Regions from separate parts of the Mus musculus genome. Here region 2 is linked to region 1. The links are chromatin contacts, called in public Hi-C maps. All regions are on one chromosome and are shown on one strand. Each heading gives the region's core, a stretch centred on a gene start, on an enhancer-like site or on the middle of the called end of the contact. The rest is flanking DNA. Distances are from core to core; before and after follow the strand shown.

Region 1 (3,044 bases), core at 70-2,569:
TTGATGATTCAACCTCTGGGCCCCAGTTTCCTCATCCACAGAAGGGAGGCTCAGCATCGCCTCGTAAAGCCGTGGACATGATCAAAGGGCTCAGAGGGCCAGGTGCATGTGTCTGGGGCAGCCAGAAGAGAGTCCACGCAAGTGTCACTTGTTCATGCTGGCTCAGGGTTGAGGAGAGGCTGTGTGGTGAGCAGGTGATTCAGGGCCAGGGTGGCACTGCGGTGGGTGGGGCTCATTGTTGGAGCGTCTTGTCCCTCCCTTTCCTGTGATCTATTTCCAGGTCGGAGGTGGACTGTGCTCTGGTAGGTAGAGTGTTTCCTCATTTGTAATGGCAGTAATGACGGGACCCTTAGGATTAGATGGGGTAAGACAGGAAAAGCCCCCAGGGGTGGGCCTGGCCTGGGAGGGGAGGGCTAACAGTGGGCAGCTTGTCTCTGCCCCACCCATGGCATGCCCTTCTTCATCCTTGGATGCCTGATACTCTGTAAACACCTGGTGAGAGACTGTCCAGCGTCTCTGTTCCACCTTCCCGGGGACGAGCACTCTGAGCAGTAGATGGCTGGTTTCCATGTTTGTTGAGTAACCTGCACTATGGGAGAGGATCAGGGAAGGGCCTGGCTGGGCTGGGCGTGGTGCCTTATGCAGTGCTTTCCTGGGCGAGTTGGCGTGTTCAAGGCACAGGAGGTGGCCGGATCATTCTGTGAGGGTGTAAGGGGAAAGCAGAGTGTGGAAAGGAGGGGCAGGGGTGGTCGAGTTGGTAAAGGAGGAGATTGACTGGACCCAGTGGAGAGGCGGAGGGCCTAGGTAGGGTCACGTGGGGAGAGAGGTGGGTTTCGAAATCACAGTTCCTGATTCTGTGACCTTCGTGTGCTGTGAGCCCCTGAGCCCGGCACTGTACCAGTTGCTCCATTTAATCCTCGTGACTACCGTGCAGCAGGGACCTCTTGTTTGTTTGTGTTTTTCAGATGGGGAAACAGGCTCAGAGAGGTGAGGTCACATGCCCAAGGCCCACAGCTAGAGCGTGGCAGAGCTGGGACTCACTTTCAGGTGTGTGGGACCCCACCAGCTGCCTCTGGCTCTGCCTCTGCCCAGCCCTGTGTGGCCTTGGGCAGCTTCTGACTCCCCCACTCCCATGGTCCCCACCCTCAGTTGGGAAGTGTGGTCAGAGGCTTTTGGGAGGCAAGGATGGGGGCCCAGAGGGCTTATCTGGCCTTGAGGATGAGGGTAGCTGGGTCCACAAGCAGCCGTGGGAGCTGAGGCCGACCCCTCCAGGCTGAGTTCTCTGGGCCTCCAGGGGACAGGATGCGGTTCCCCTCAAGGTAGAAAGAGGAAGGCTTTGGGGCGGGGGGAGGAGGAAGTGAGTGTGGTAAAAGGTCATCTGTGGTGCTGGGGACCTGCCTTCCTGCCTTTTACTCTTTGCTCTCTGTTGAACGGCTGTGAAAGGTGACGGCTCCCACTGCGGTAGAACCTTCTTCCCAGGGCTTCGATTTCCTTTTGGGTTGAAGGTGGCCCTTGACTTCCGGGTTGGGGCATGTCCAGGGTCAGTCACAGCTGTCGGCCACTGTGGTTTCAGGAATAGACACTGAGTTGCAGCCTCCTCACTGGCTCTGTGCTTTCTGTCCCTTCTTGTCTTTGTTATATTCTCATTAACAGCCCTTCAGGCAGGGACTGTGCCCTGGTCTAGGTGAGGACCGGTGTTTACATAGGCTCTGATTTGCCCAGGGGTACTGCTGTCTGGATCCAGGAGTCCCTGCCAGGCTGTGTGACCTTGGACTCCACTTCAGATCTGTAAATGGAGTGTATAGGGGCCTGCCTCACAGGCCTGTGTGTGGCTTGAGCTCTGACTCACACACTTGGAGGTCGTGATGTTTGGCAATTGTTGATGCTATAGAACTATTGGTTGCTGTGGTCCCTAAGCATAGCTGAACCTGACACGACCGTGTCCCAGTAGAGAGGTAATAAGCCCAAACCCATGCTTGCAGCGACTCTTAGAGAACTGTCTTTGTCCCCTTCGCAGAGGTGTTACCTCCTTTGGGCAAGTGCAGGTTTAGGCTAAATGACAGGAACTAACCTTAAAGTGTTTAAGGGAGAGTGGGGAACAATGGCGGTGCCTGCCGGTCCAGTGGTGGTATCTGCTGGTCCTGATGGTTCTTCCTGCTACATGATGGACTCAGGGATCTCTTTCCCTCTGCTGTTGGCTCCGTGTGGGCTTCATTCTCCTCCCTGGGTGTCCTGGTAGCCCTTAGCAGCCCTGGGCTAACCCTGTCATCTAAGAATACTGTACCCTCAGCAGAGCTGGGTCTCCTGGGCTTTGCTGAGGCCCCTTGCTCCCTGAAGCTTGTAGGAGGATGGGCTGTGTTTGATCTGAGATTCTCTCTGTGTGAGAGGTGGGTATGAGGCTGGCTGCCGAAAGCCAGGTCCCTTGGCTTATGCATTGGTTCATTCACAGACACAAATACTGAGCTCTGTATGCCCAGGGTGTGTGCCTGAGCCACACACCAAGTCCTTCAGGGTGTTGCTACCTGGGGAACTCGGGATGCTGCTGCTGGAGTAGGTTAGAAGACAACATGTGCCTTGGGGAAAACCAAGCTGGGTCTGGGGAGCTGGAGAAGCTGCCAGAGAGCGAGGGTGGCGGTGGATCTAGAGTAGGTCTGGTCTGGGTGGGCCTCACCGGGAACTGGGCATCAGAAAAAGGGTTGTAGGAACTGGAGAGAGAATAGCCTCAGCGGACAGAGGCTCAGAGGTGGTGTTGAACGGGATGGAGGAGGCTGCCTTGTGATTCAGGGAGTTGAGATTGGAGAGGATGCTGTAAATCAGAAGTAGCAGAGAGGGGTAGTCTTCCCCCCGGTGTGGCTGTGGGAAGGGGGTGGGGCAGGGGGAGGGGAAGCGTGGTTCCTGCTGATGAGTCCTCCTTCTCCTGCAGACATCCGGCTCCGGGTTCGGGCAGAGTACTGCGAGCATGGGCCAGCCTTGGAGCAGGGTGTGGCGTCCCGGAGACCTCAGGCGTTGGCCCGGCAGCTGGATGTGTTTGGACAAGCCACTGC
Region 2 (3,286 bases), core at 313-2,812, 62 kb before region 1:
ACCTTTACACCCCACCCAGGGCCTACAAGCACACCAGCCAACATCCCTTACCCCTGTTACCTGGACTGGTCTCTTTACCCCAGAGCCAGACCTCTCTTTCTTGGGGCCTACCTTCTTCCTGTGCACCATAGCTAACTACTACCCAGGGTCCCGCGGGCCCTCACCTCCCTTTCAGAACGTGAAACTCCTGAAGCTGAGGCCACCCCATGCCCTTTAGGGTCTCATCCTCTCTATTTCCATCCACCCTCCTGACACCATCTTCGCTTGCCACTCTCTCCCATCTTGTCACCACCTCTACCTTATTTTCTCAGATACTAGGCCCCCTCCTGTTACCCCCCCCCGCTGGTCACCCCCATTTATTTATATCACCTATTCCTCCTATTCACTCTTCTGTCGGCCATCTCTAGACCTCCAAATCTGACACCTCTGCCCATCGCCTCTCTTTATCACCCCCTCCAACTCGGTCCCCTTCCTCTCCCTGTCACCCTGATCTAATCCTGTTACCCCTCCATTCCTGTTATCAGTACTCTCCCCTAGTTGCTCCTTTTCTGTCACTCCCCACTTCCTACCACTTCTTCCACTCTGTCACCCCTTCCCACACCATTCCGCCCACCTCTTTTGCCCTGTACCCCTTTCCCGTCCCTGCCACCTGTCCCCTCTCGGCCTCCAGCTCCCCTCCACCCCCACGCAGTGTCAGCCCTAGCCCCGCCCTTCACCTCGGGCTCCGCGGGGTTTCGGGGCGGGGGGCCGTGGCCCCGGCTCAGTCCGGTCCGGTCCCTCCCCGCCCCCCCTCCGGCTCTCCCTCTCGATTCTCCCTTTTTTTTTTACTCCAACACACAAAATGGTGAATGGACCTGCAACAGCTGGAGCAACCAGCCAATAAACGGCCACAACCCCGGTGACCGGCGCCAACCTAGACCAATAGATATTCGCTGTCTAGTCGGCTCCGCCTATCATCCGCAAGCGACACTTGCTACCACCAATTGCGCTCTTCCGGCAGCGCCAAGGGGCGGGGTCAAATTCCAAGACCGGCCTCCCTCCGGGACCGACACCAACCTAAGCCTACGACTGCCTGATCTGCCTAGAACTCTACCTTACAACAAGTAATGGACACCTCCTTTAACCAATTAACAGACTATTTATATGCCGAATGACAATTACAGTACCCAATCACCATCCATCTTAAGCAAGAAACCACCCCCTGCGAGGGACAGTAACCAATAAAATGAAGGGAGGCGGGACTAAAGGATATGCCCTCCAATAAACAAGCTCGAGAGGCGTGGCCCGAGGGTTTGTTGACCAGCTGAACGCAATGCCTGCTGGGAATAGTAGTCTTCTTCTGTATCCGGCCCGTAGTCAGAAGCATAAGTCAGACTACAACTCCCATGTGACAGAGTGCATGGAGCTCCAAAGAACCCGGGCGAAGAGAAAAAGTCGGAAAGGGCAGCTCCTCCTGAGTCTCGCTGGACACTGGGAACATCTTAGACCCAGGGCCCCGACTCACCCGGATTGCTGGCTCTGGCGTCGCCAGTGGCTCCTCGCTGAGGCGGCTGTAGCGGCACGAGGGGGAGGTGCAAAGAGCAGCCAACCGACACCCGCGAGCCCCGCAGCCAATCAGCAACGGCAGGGGCGGTGCAATGACCTCACCGGTTCTACTCTCTTACCCCTCCCCCACGTGGTTGTTGGTGCTGGTAAACCAGAGTAGAGAAGTTTGGGGTAGGGGGATGGGAGGAGAACTAGTGATGTCACCTTTCCTCTGCATGATTGGCTGTCGGGTGGCCGGACTACGGCCAATCAACAGTCTCAAAAAGTCTGGCGCGGCCCCGCGGAAAGCCCTGTTGCCACCAGAAGGAGAGAGGACCTGCGGTTGTAGGGTAGCGCGCTCTGCAGTACTGGCAACCCGCGTGGCCTGTGGCCGTGATGTCAACTCCAAGACTTTTTGATTTTAGGACGGCGCACTTTTCTGATCGCACCCTCCAATCTCCAAACTTTTCTTTTGCGTCACTTCCTGGGGTTTCACACTTCATTCCGAAGGCGAATAGCCCTATGGCTTTTCACACCTGAGGAAAGATGTGTAAAAATCTTGGGGTGGGTGTCACACCGGAGGTGAGGAGAAGAGCATGTGCCACATACCCTCTGAGGCATAGACAGCTGTTGCCCCGGTGCCGAGTTTACACCAGGTGTGACTATCCCTAGCTTCAGTCTTCCCATCAGGTTTCCCTTGGATCAAAGGATAATGGAGAATGGTGTACTCCTCCTCTAATGAAGGTTTCTCTTGCATATGATGGATACTCAAGACTGTAATAGTGAAACACACACACACACACACATCTGGTCTATTGTAGCACATCTTACTGTTGGTGCTGGTTAGTTTTTAAGTTGACACAAGTACCAAATCCTGACATAGAGTGAACCCCAATTGTCTCCAAAAGATTGCCCTGTAGGCAAGTCAGTGCAGTACTATCTTAATTAGTGGTTGGTGTAGGAGGGTCCAACCCATTGTGGGTGGGTGCAACCCCTGAGAAAGTGGTCCTGGGAAGCAGGCGAAACAAACCATGGAGAGCAAGCCATTATGAAGGGTTCTTGCATGGCTTCCCCATTGAATTCTTGCCCAGAGTTCCTGCCCTGACGCCCCTTCAGATGGGCTTGATGAAATATAAGTTGAGATAAACCCCTTTCTCATTGAGCTGCTTTTAGTTATTCTGCTTTCCTTATGCTTGCACTATGCTCTGTAAGAGAATGTTCTGGGATATATGGCTGCTTCACATAGGACATGCAAAAAGCACCCATTATCTATGGCACTTACAGTGAGGCAACTTCTCGATATCTACAGGAAGTTCCCACCGTGCCGCAGACCCTATTGATCCCTTGTCTGCATGGAACGGGTCTCTAGTCTCAGGTGGGCAAGGAGTCAGCGGGAATGGATGGACAGACTCAACACAAGGGAGTGTGGATCTGAATGTAATTTGTCAAATTGAGCATCAAACTTTTTATACAGAAGAAAATAGGGAAGATGGGTGACACCAGCAAGGTACAAAGAGGTTACTGGATTCTTACACAAAACAGAGGAATGCAAACACGGAAGAACTGGCAGGAACCAACTGAGATAAAATTCTGTTAACAACTGGGATCAGAAACAGCTCCACCTAAGGTCCACTTAATCTTAGAAGCCAGGGGCTTGTGCCCTTGCCATAGTTCCTACTCTAGTCTATTGTATAGTCCACCTTCCCCCTAGGCCATTGTAAATACTTGCGTTTGGGTGTAACTCAGCTATCTATAGTTCTAA

Evidence for each region. Hi-C and Micro-C count contacts between places; a contact is called where the count stands out from the background.
Region 2: a contact with region 1 is called in a Hi-C map of T follicular helper cells, with 2.3 times the contacts expected there. The contact joins the promoter of Cic here to the enhancer-like site in region 1. A contact is called at or near these places in 11 of 39 promoter capture datasets (the C10 cell line, the HPC-7 cell line, cranial neural crest and 8 more), 2 of 15 datasets of contacts at CTCF or cohesin (CD8 T cells and large pre-B cells), 33 of 484 Hi-C or Micro-C datasets (B cells, the Ba/F3 cell line, the C2C12 cell line and 25 more), 24 of 115 datasets of contacts at active chromatin or transcription factors (the 230-238 cell line, CD8 T cells, the HPC-7 cell line and 14 more) and 4 of 9 other capture datasets (adipose tissue, embryonic stem cells, liver and 1 more).

The regions. Positions count from the first base shown.
Region 1 is chr7:25,203,811-25,206,854 of GRCm38.p6, reverse strand. It overlaps Dedd2 (death effector domain-containing DNA binding protein 2), which reads left to right. Exons shown (of 5, transcript NM_207677.3): 5 at 2,924-3,044. Among named protein-coding and RNA genes, the nearest start is that of Mir7048, 12 kb to the left of the region's middle. Within about 2 kb of position 1,319, at least 92 of the 459 cell types and tissues checked have an H3K27ac peak or open chromatin away from gene starts, as enhancers often do. A contact at or near this core is called in B cells, the Ba/F3 cell line, CD8 T cells and 15 more, where this site is marked.
Region 2 is chr7:25,265,975-25,269,260 of GRCm38.p6, reverse strand. It overlaps Cic (capicua transcriptional repressor), which reads right to left and starts at 1,562. Exons shown (of 21, transcript NM_001302811.1): 1 at 1,505-1,562. Gm45974 (a long non-coding RNA gene) reads left to right here. Exons shown (of 3, transcript XR_001778066.2): 3 at 864-928.